Linked DNA regions of Rattus norvegicus: region 2 is linked to region 1. The links are chromatin contacts, called in public Hi-C maps. All regions are on one chromosome and are shown on one strand. Each heading gives the region's core, a stretch centred on a gene start, on an enhancer-like site or on the middle of the called end of the contact. The rest is flanking DNA. Distances are from core to core; before and after follow the strand shown.

Evidence for each region. A called contact is a pair of places that touch in the nucleus more often than the background predicts.
Region 2: a contact with region 1 is called in a Hi-C map of psoas muscle, with 5 times the contacts expected there. The contact joins two enhancer-like sites. A contact is called at or near these places in 8 of 12 Hi-C or Micro-C datasets (the A7r5 cell line, the Rat2 cell line, Schwann cells and 5 more).

The regions. Positions count from the first base shown.
Region 1 is chr5:26,522,427-26,526,987 of GRCr8, reverse strand. All of the region lies in intron 6 of Rab2a (RAB2A, member RAS oncogene family), which reads right to left. Among named protein-coding and RNA genes, the nearest start is that of Rab2a, 51 kb to the right of the region's middle. Within about 2 kb of position 2,902, at least 14 of the 93 cell types and tissues checked have an H3K27ac peak or open chromatin away from gene starts, as enhancers often do.
Region 2 is chr5:27,027,233-27,032,058 of GRCr8, reverse strand. The region is part of intron 1 of LOC108350931 (a long non-coding RNA gene); the gene reads right to left. Among named protein-coding and RNA genes, the nearest start is that of Lnc056, 69 kb to the right of the region's middle. Within about 2 kb of position 2,333, at least 2 of the 93 cell types and tissues checked have an H3K27ac peak or open chromatin away from gene starts, as enhancers often do.

The DNA.
Region 1 (4,561 bases), core at 1,653-4,152:
AGCAGATGAGCCAAAGATATTTAATCTTGACTTGTCAATAGGTTGAAATATTTTAAGTAATTAATATATTTTTTGTCACTTAATTTTTTCTATTATACTGCATTTTAAAAGTATTTGAAATTTAAAACTTTTAAATTAATTTAGATGAATATGTAAATCCATAAAAATTTCATACACACCACATGTATGGGCATGCTTGTATGTAACACAGTGTAGTGTGGGTTAAGTATGTCAATCTCCTTCTCCTTTCTTGTTTGAGCTGGTTTTAAAACCAGCATATGATGTGATAGGCTTCATGAAATGAACTGTGGAAACAAGCCAGGGAGTTCAGACATCTCCTTGACATGTTAATTTAATTGCCTTTGAATATAGATCAGCAGTAGGATCAATTGCCAGATGATACAGGAGTTCTGCCAAGTTTTTTGAAGACCCCCACCCCCAATATTGTTTGTTCTACAATGGCTACAGTGTCCTACATTCTAACCTGCAGTGTGTGAGGACGCCTTTTCTCCACATATTTACTAGTATCTGCTGTAATATGGTTATATCTATGTTATGAAGATCGAAAGAGATTATGGTAAGTTTGAGAGAGCATTCCTTCGCAGAACTCTAAGGACTTTTGTGCCTTAAGAGTTTTTTCTCCTGGTTTCACACACATCCATAATCTTTTAAGCAAATGAATATAGGGAGAAAAAGAACTATCAAATAGTTCTAAGAAGAAAATTGGGTGGCATATGCTTTTAAATCCAGCACTCAGGAGGTAGAAGCAAGTAATTTCTGAATTCCAGGCCAGCCTGGGTTACAGAGTGAGTTCTAGGACAGCTAGGGTTACATAGAAATACCCTGTCTCAGAGGGAAAAAAAAGTGCTCTTAATCATCCAGCCATCACCTGGCCTCCAAAGACCTCTCAAGTTCTATCAGAGAAGCCCATGTTTACTGGTACACTATTTACAGTAGCCAGGGAATGGACTAGCCTTGGTGTCAATCAACAAAAGAATGAATCACACACACACACACACACACACACACACACACACACAAAAATACAGAATTTTATTCAGCTATTAAGAAAAATAAAATTATGACATCTGTAGGATATAGTTTCTAGATTCAGAAAGACAAATTTTGTGGGTATGTATTTAAATATGCATGGATATGTGGATATAGGTCATGAGGTCAGAAAGGAGACCGAGAGTAGAAAAGTGGTCTTAAGTATGGGGAAAGAGGTTAATAGAATACCTGTGGCACAGAAACCATGGAAAACCTAAAGCCAAATGCTGACTGTGTATGAACTGGCTGATAGTGTGGGGAGACACAGTAAGTATCACAGAGGGCACCCCAAAGAAGGCTGATTGTCTCTGAAGGGTATTTCCAATGAGAGGACACTTCTGTGGAGGAGAGGATACACTTCACAGCTGACTAATTCCTACTTTAATACAGAGAATACATTGTGGGTTGCTGGCAACCAAAGGGCTTTGGCTGTCAAATTATGGAATCCGATGCTCTGACTAGTGGGGTCCACTACACAGTTTTAAAGAAATTGGAGAGCAACAATCATTTTTCACTTTTTGGAAGCTCTCAAACAACAGTGGAAGAGTGAAAAATGAAGACAGGATGTCTTATTAGGAAGCAATTAGGGTCAATAAAGCAACAGGAAGGCAATACAGATTAATGGACGAGTGACTGAAGGGCTAAGCAGACACATAGGCTATTTATAGGAGTAGTCAAAACTATGCAAGAGACTGTTTATGGTAGGTGGAAACCCACTTGTTCGCTATGGCAATCATAACTAGGATGAACTTACCAATGGGGAAAGAATGCAGATGAGAAACTCAGTACAAACAAGGACTAGGAAACTCTCATTGGAAACTGGAAGAGAGCACACACTGAGAACTGGAGGGCAGGTTTTTATTCTGAAGACAGCTGAACCCTGATTATATAATTACATGCTCTTGCCAGGAGTGAATAAAGAAAGGGATGAGGATCACGAGAGGGTGGGAACCCTGTGCTTTGGAAGGGTGGGGGTGCTGTCGGCCTTTCCTGTGAGGTAGCCGAGTACAGCCTGCACTGCAGCAGGAGTCTGTGCAATGTGTGCACAGGATCACGGAGAGCACTCATCTGACAGCCCATTGGAAGAAAAGCCTTCTGCCACATGTCAGGTCAGAAAAAACCTGGAGATACTGGGTGGGCTGTGCTAACAGATGAGCAATTTCTCCAAAATACAGGGGTGGGGGTTGCTTAGAAAATTAGAAGTTAAATAAAACAGCAATTTACTCTGTGCCTAGACCAGCCTCAAACACACAGCAAGCCTCCTGCCCTCAGCCTACTGAGTGCTGACATCACAGGCAAAAGCCACCACACCAGCTTTTTCAGGAGATTTCTCTACAGTGGTTTCTCAAACATTAATATATTACTGTAATTTCTGGTTCTTGAAGAGGAAGCACATCTAATTTCTCCTATACTTGTTTGCCCTTGGAATCCCAAGCCAAACAATCACTATAGGCATTCTCAACTGTGTGGCAGTATAACAGAGAATAAGAACCTGCCCCGCCTTGGTCTGAGCCCTGTGAACAATGACTCTTACACATGAAAGCACTTAGGAGAACACTCTGGATCTGCCTGCAGTATTACTGTAAGCATGTACACTACTTGGGACTTATGTTTAAAAAGACTAGTGACATTTACCAAACTCATCAAAGGTGACTTATTAGGGGCAACAGAACAAGAATATTCTGGTCGAAACTGGTTGTCTTAGGTTTCTTCTGTTGTGATAAATGCCATGAACCTGGGAAAGAACAGGAATCATTTTTTCTCACACTTTCAGACATCAAGCAGCCCATCACTGGGAAGGAGTCAGGGCAGGAGAATCTGGAGCATAGGCCACAGAAGAGTGCTGCTTACTGGCTTTCTCCCCACAGATGACTCAGCTTGCTTGTTTCTGCAACTCAAGTCCACAAGCCCAGGGGCAGCATAGTCCCTTGTGGGCCTAAGGCCCACCTGCATCAATCAGTAAACAAGAATATAGACATGAAAATTTGCCTACCCGCAATCTGATAGATTTTCTCAACTGAGGTTCATTTTCTCAGATAACTTTAACTTGTGTCAAATTGACAGAAAACCAACCAGGACACCGGTCCTTAGATTACACTGCCATATAGGGAAATGAATATGGGTGTATTCCTTCAGTGTTCAGAGTCACCACCACAACCTGTATAGAATCTACTTAATAAAAGCAATGTACTCTCACTATAACCTGCTATATAGAAGTTATAATGTATCATTTGGAAATAAATCCAGAAAACTAGTAGCTTGCTAACAAATACATGTTTATAATAGAAAAGGCTTTCCATGTTTGTGTAATTAATGTTTATGTGTACAAATTATGTGTATGTTAATGTTAATATGTGATTTCTCTACTTGCCTTTTCATATCCATAGATATGTCTGAGAAATTCTTACCTTCATTAGTAATAACTAATTTAGGCAATGGGGTTTCACTTGGTTTCATATTCTTTATAAATTAACTTCAAGTATTTGAATTGTTTTGGCACTGTTTTAAATTTAAGATCCTAGTTCAAGAAAGATGGCCTTAATTCTGGCAAGAGCAAAATGGCTCATCAGAGGCTGTTACTAAAGAAAATACGTAAGAGTAGGGAGGTGCTGAGGAATGACGCTGACGGCTCCTGCACCGGAAAGGGTGAGTGCAGGAGGGCGGGGAACACCAGGGTGTCAGAATACTGAGGTTCCTCACTGTAGCATTTGTCAGAAGCAGCACTGAACACAAGGGATGCTGTCTTTACTTCTTCTTTCAGGCAACAGATGAAAGAGAGCATTTTTAATATCAAAATTATAGTACCACACCTCCTGTTCACTAAGAAGAGTTGCTGCTAATTCAGTTCTTGGAGTTTATGTTCTATTATTCTAACTCAGTAGTTGTCAACCAGGACTAATGACTCTATGGACCAGATTCCCTAATCCTGTTTTGTCCCTAAATACATCTTTTATGAATGAAATCATTAAGCTGACTAATAGTAAACAGTAAATGTACAGATTATATAAGCTTATTTCCAGCTAATCCTGAGACAACAGTGGTATGCTGTTTTAAATAGTCTACTCCCTTCGAGGGAGATATAACCCACATCTCTTGGTTCCTACTTTTATTACAAAAAACACATCTTTGTTAAAATATATAAAAGGAAACAACAGGCCTATTCTAAAGACCAACGGCATTCCACTGGGACTTAGCCAATGCAAAATCATGTAGCCTTAATTTTCTAAAAAGAACTCATAATTAGATGGTCCATTAATCAAAAAATAGGCACATTTATGAATCACTTATCTTTTATCACACATATCTTTAATATACACCATACATGTTAAGGGATGATTCATACGTGAGATATTTACTCATCTGGCTGTTTTTACAGCTGGGACTTTGAGCACAGGGTCTCACAAAGCTAGGACAATGTTCTAAGCACGAGACATACCCTGAGCTTGATGGTGTTACTCTTCCTGTAACACATGAGACTGCTTAGATGGCTGCAGTGGGAATCTACCAAACT
Region 2 (4,826 bases), core at 1,084-3,583, 510 kb before region 1:
ACAGAAGGAAAAGGCAGGAGACCTGGGTTCCAGAAGTCCTGAGAATACCAGCTGGAGAGGAGGCGGTATACCCACGCTGTCCTCTAGGTGGCAGCATTTAGTTATAGCTGCGCGTCCACGTCCCCTTTCAATGGCGGCTGGAGGGCGACTGGGTTGACTGAGTTTGACTTGGTCCGCTTCAATTTTCAAACTATGGAGCATAATCAATGAAAATTTTAATATCATTAAATGAATGCCTCTGCTGGGGGAAAATAGTTGGGATTCAGCTCTGCCTGACAAAGAGGAAGCGGCCTATTGATCACACTCAAGGTCATAGCTGGCTCAGAATTGCCAACCGTATCACATTCCCTCCCTTACCGCCTCAGAATCGTTCACCCCATCTGCCTGGAAACCTATGTTAAAGCTGGTTGTGACGATTCTCTTCTCATTCCCAGGTAGTTTTTAAAGATTTAAAGATTGACGGAGCTGCTAAATGTATCCAGTAAAAATAAAATTTTTAATTTTTTTTAAAGTATGTACTGTGCTTACAGCTAAACATCAGGGCACTTTGCTAATGCTTCATTTTATTATAAACTAGGAAAAAGACAAAAAAAATCTTTTATAGGCCAAGTATGCCTACAAAGGCCAAACAATCAGGTCTCTGTGCAGGGGAGCCAGCCACTATAATTTATTGAGAGGAAGGCTCGTCTAGATGAACTTCCAAGTGCCATGTGATTCTGTCCGTAGGAAAACAGTCTATGGAGTTGCGAAAGATCCTCTAGGGCAGACATTCCCAACCGGTAGATCAGGGTCAACCAGCCAGGCGCCTAGCTTACCTGGGGAGCTGCCAAAGCAGAGCTGCCCATGCCCCCTCTGGATCAGCAGGTTTCTAGCCTGTGCTTCCAGTTAGGAAGAGAAAGTGCACAGTCTCTGTACTTGCCTCTAACGGGGCCATCCACACTGGGCTGGCCCAGGCCTGAGACCTGACTATGTGTTCTACTTCTCTGAGGCAGAAAGTCCCACTCACAGGGCCATTTCCAACTCTTCCTGTTGTTTGGCTTCCTGAAACCTTCCTTCTGCCTCTAAAACCAAAAGCTATTTTGCATAGGTACTGGTTGGGGGTTTTGTTGTTTTTTTTTTTTCTTTAATTAAAAAAAAGGCAAGAGTAAACTTAAAAAACTCCATAGCTCACCTGAAAAATAACGAGGCAGCCAGGAAACTGTGAAGGAGTCCGAAAGCAATCACTTCAGAGTCTGTCAATAAGTAGAAACAAGGCGGAGGGAGACTTCAACAAGGAGCGCTCTCCATAGCAAGCTAAGGTTTACAGTATCAGTGGTGAAGATGAGCCATGGGGCTTACATAGTCCGGCTTCCCCATTTCAGTGCCGCTCGGGGGACTCTTAAGTGTTTGCTCAGCTGCCATGACAAAGTGCTACAGCTGATAGCTTACATACGAGACATTTCCGAACTCACAACTCCGGATGCCGGAATCAAGATGCAGCTGTCCGAGGAGCCGGTTTTGTTTCCTTGTGTTGTTTTTGTTTTTGTAAGAGCAAGCTCCTTTTGGCTTGAGGACAGATCTCTGACTTCTTGCACTTCTGCATCTTTCCTGCTGCGTGCGTCTGTGTCTGAATCTTTTCCAATGAGGACAGGCGTCCATACACAATTCACCCATATGGCTTGGCCTTGGCTCAAGGATCATGTCGTCCAGTACAGCCCAGTCTGACGTCAGGACATCAGCACATAATGCTCATGAGAAACGTAACTCAGCATGTAAATTACCCAACCTCTTTAGGGTGTGTGTGTGTCTGTGTGTGTGTGCATGCACGCGTGCACACTCGCACTCAGGCACCTGCATGCACATGCGTGTGTGCACATATACGCACATACATGTGAACAAACATATATGATGCCATATATTTGTGCATCCACACATATGTGAACAAACATAACATACATATACTCATATACATCCATACTCACACACACAAACACACGCGCACGCACACACACACACACACACACACACACACACACACACAGATACATGATTGACAACAACAGCCTTGGAGCACTTATGAAGATAGATTACCTGACCAAAAACCATAATTCACATATTCCTGCGTACAACTGAGGGATACTAGACAAAGTCTTTGTCACCCTTACCAAAAGGTCACAGCTACAGGGACATACCTGTAGATCAGAGCCACTCTAGTATGGCAGGAACAGGTGGGGGCTGGGGGGAGGCAAGAGGAGGGATTAAAACCAGCACTCATCACCCTGCCTTGCCTCCCATGCACTGATGGCTTAGAATCAACACTTGTGGAGAGAGGTCACAAGAGAGTCTGACAGAAAGGGTTCATTCACAGGCCTGACTTCATGGACTCAAATCAAACTCGGGTTCAGAATGGAAGCAAGAGGAGCCCTGGGATCCAGTTCCTCCTAACAGAGTTAGTGGCACTGCAGAGGAGGAGTGGTGGCCAAACAACCGAACCCCAGGGGTCCCAGCACATTGTCTGGGACAAAGTTTTAAATTCAGACATCTCTCAGAACAGACAAAGGCAAGCCTGTCTGTCACTGCTTCTCTGGGGAAAATGCCTCGGCCATTAACCCAGTCACCCTAGCAGTTGTGACACCTGATGCTGGGCCTTGCAGTAAGCTGCAGAAACAGCATTTCTAAGGTGGTGGCCCAAGGAGCTGAAGCAGGCCAGGACGCACAGAAGCAGTGGCTCCTTGCTGGGGGAGGGGCGAGGGGGCAATGAGCCGGGAGCAGCCAAGCATGTGTGTTCCAGAAAGAAAAGCAAACACAGACCCACCTGGCATTTCCCTGTGTCCCTTTCACCGAGCCTTCTCACTGGTACTTGCTTTTAATTTATGACACAAGGCACTAAAGGGACCATCTATAGATTTAACATTGACATTTCCTTCATGCTGTAATCCTCCGAATCCCATTTGCTGTAAATCTCAACCAAATGGCAGAAAAATGACTCCTCCCGCTCCCCACCCTCGAGGACGTTATAATGAACTATCCCTTTTCAGAATTTGAGGAGGACTGAAGGAGACCCACAGGCTTTGGACGCCCACATTCGCCTCCTGTAGCCTGTCTTTGGGAAGGAGGCAATCACTGAAGAGTCTGGTCCACGAGCCATCACTCTGTGAACCCCCTAGGAAAGCTTTGTGCTCTAACCACAAGATTTTCCCACCAAAATAACTCTGGCTATCACACAGGCCAGGAGATAGACTGTTATGTGGTCCAGACGCCCACTTCAGTAGAGCGGGTCTTTTTCTGACTGTTTTACTTTAATCGACCTATGCATAGTTGTTATGCATTTGGTGAGGTACACACAGAGGAGAAACATGCTACCCAGCGTGTCCTTAGAAGGATGTCGAGATTTTTTTTTTGATGAGCAAAAGAGTTGGATTGTACTAAACCAAGTGTGCCCATGTCCCTTCCACGTGCTCCAGTGAGACGCGTAGGTGTTTCTCCTTCCATACTCACTCAGACTTCTTGTCAGGCACTTACTTCTCCATCCATTGCTGTAACCCCTACTGGCTCTGCTTCCGCCGGGTCTCACTGGTTTTCCCGCCCCATGATGCTACTTCCAACACCAGCACTACCACTTGGGCAGCAGAATAATATTCTCCCAAAGATGCCAAAGCCTGGATCCCTGAAAACTGAATTAGTTATATGTAGAAATGAGGCTTTTGATCAGCGGGCTTTGACATGGGGGGGTCTATTCCAGATTTTACAGATAATCACAGAGGACCTCAGATGTGGGAGAGAAGATGGAAGGGTCAGGCTTAGCGTGTCTGATAGAAGAAACCCTTAACCTGTGGTTTCTGGCCTTAAATGTGAAGAAGGGCCCATAAGGCATCGCTTTCAAGATTAGAAAAAGGAAATAGCACACTTTCTCTTAGAACGTCCAGGAAAGACAAAAATCTTACCAGCCGGGGAAGGGGAGGAGTAGGGGGTGCTACAGGTTGAATTCTAACTCTGGAACTAAGCACACAATCATACACCAGAACAATCACAACAGCAGAAAGAAGCAGACGTTTCTCTGCCTGTCCAGCTCAGAGCATAGATAGATAGATAGATGGATGGATAGATAGATAGATAGATAGATAGATAGATAGATAGATAGATAGATAGATAGATAGATAGATAGATAGAATGTATGTATCCGGTCTCTTCTCTAGACCCCCTCACACACAACACATCTCATAACTACATCCATTGTCCAACTAGAAACCAAAGAACCTGAAACAATGGTGCCCGTTAGTCACATCTCGAGCATCAGTACTACAACGGTTCCATAGAATTTCCAAGCAAAACCATTCACAAGGGTATCCATCCTCTTTAAGGACAGATGACTCAGACACTGTTTCCAGCACATCTGATTCAACCAAGGAGGAAGCACGCAGGACTTCCGTGTAAGATGTACGTGGATTTCTGAGGGACAGAGCGTAGACCACAGGCTGAAGGGTTTCCACACGCCCCAAAACCAAAAGCTCACACACTTTCCTTGTCATGATAAAACCCCAAGCTCATTTTATGGACATAGCCCTGTCAAAGACTTGCCTCCAGGGTCATGCCAGCCATCTTGTCCTAGGATGTTAATGACACATCTTTGCCAATTTGATAAAGAACATTTTGTCCCTCTTGGTTACTTTCTTTCTTACAAACTTGGACTTTCTTGGAAGAAATGTCTGTCTGTTTCTGTCAATTGAGTTCATTTAATACTTTAATAGAGTTAGAAGTATTCTATCCCAGAGAGTAAATTGAAAATACTTTTTATGAGGACTTTAAACAACCCAGCTTCTCTTTTCCTTTTGTGTAAGGCATTATTT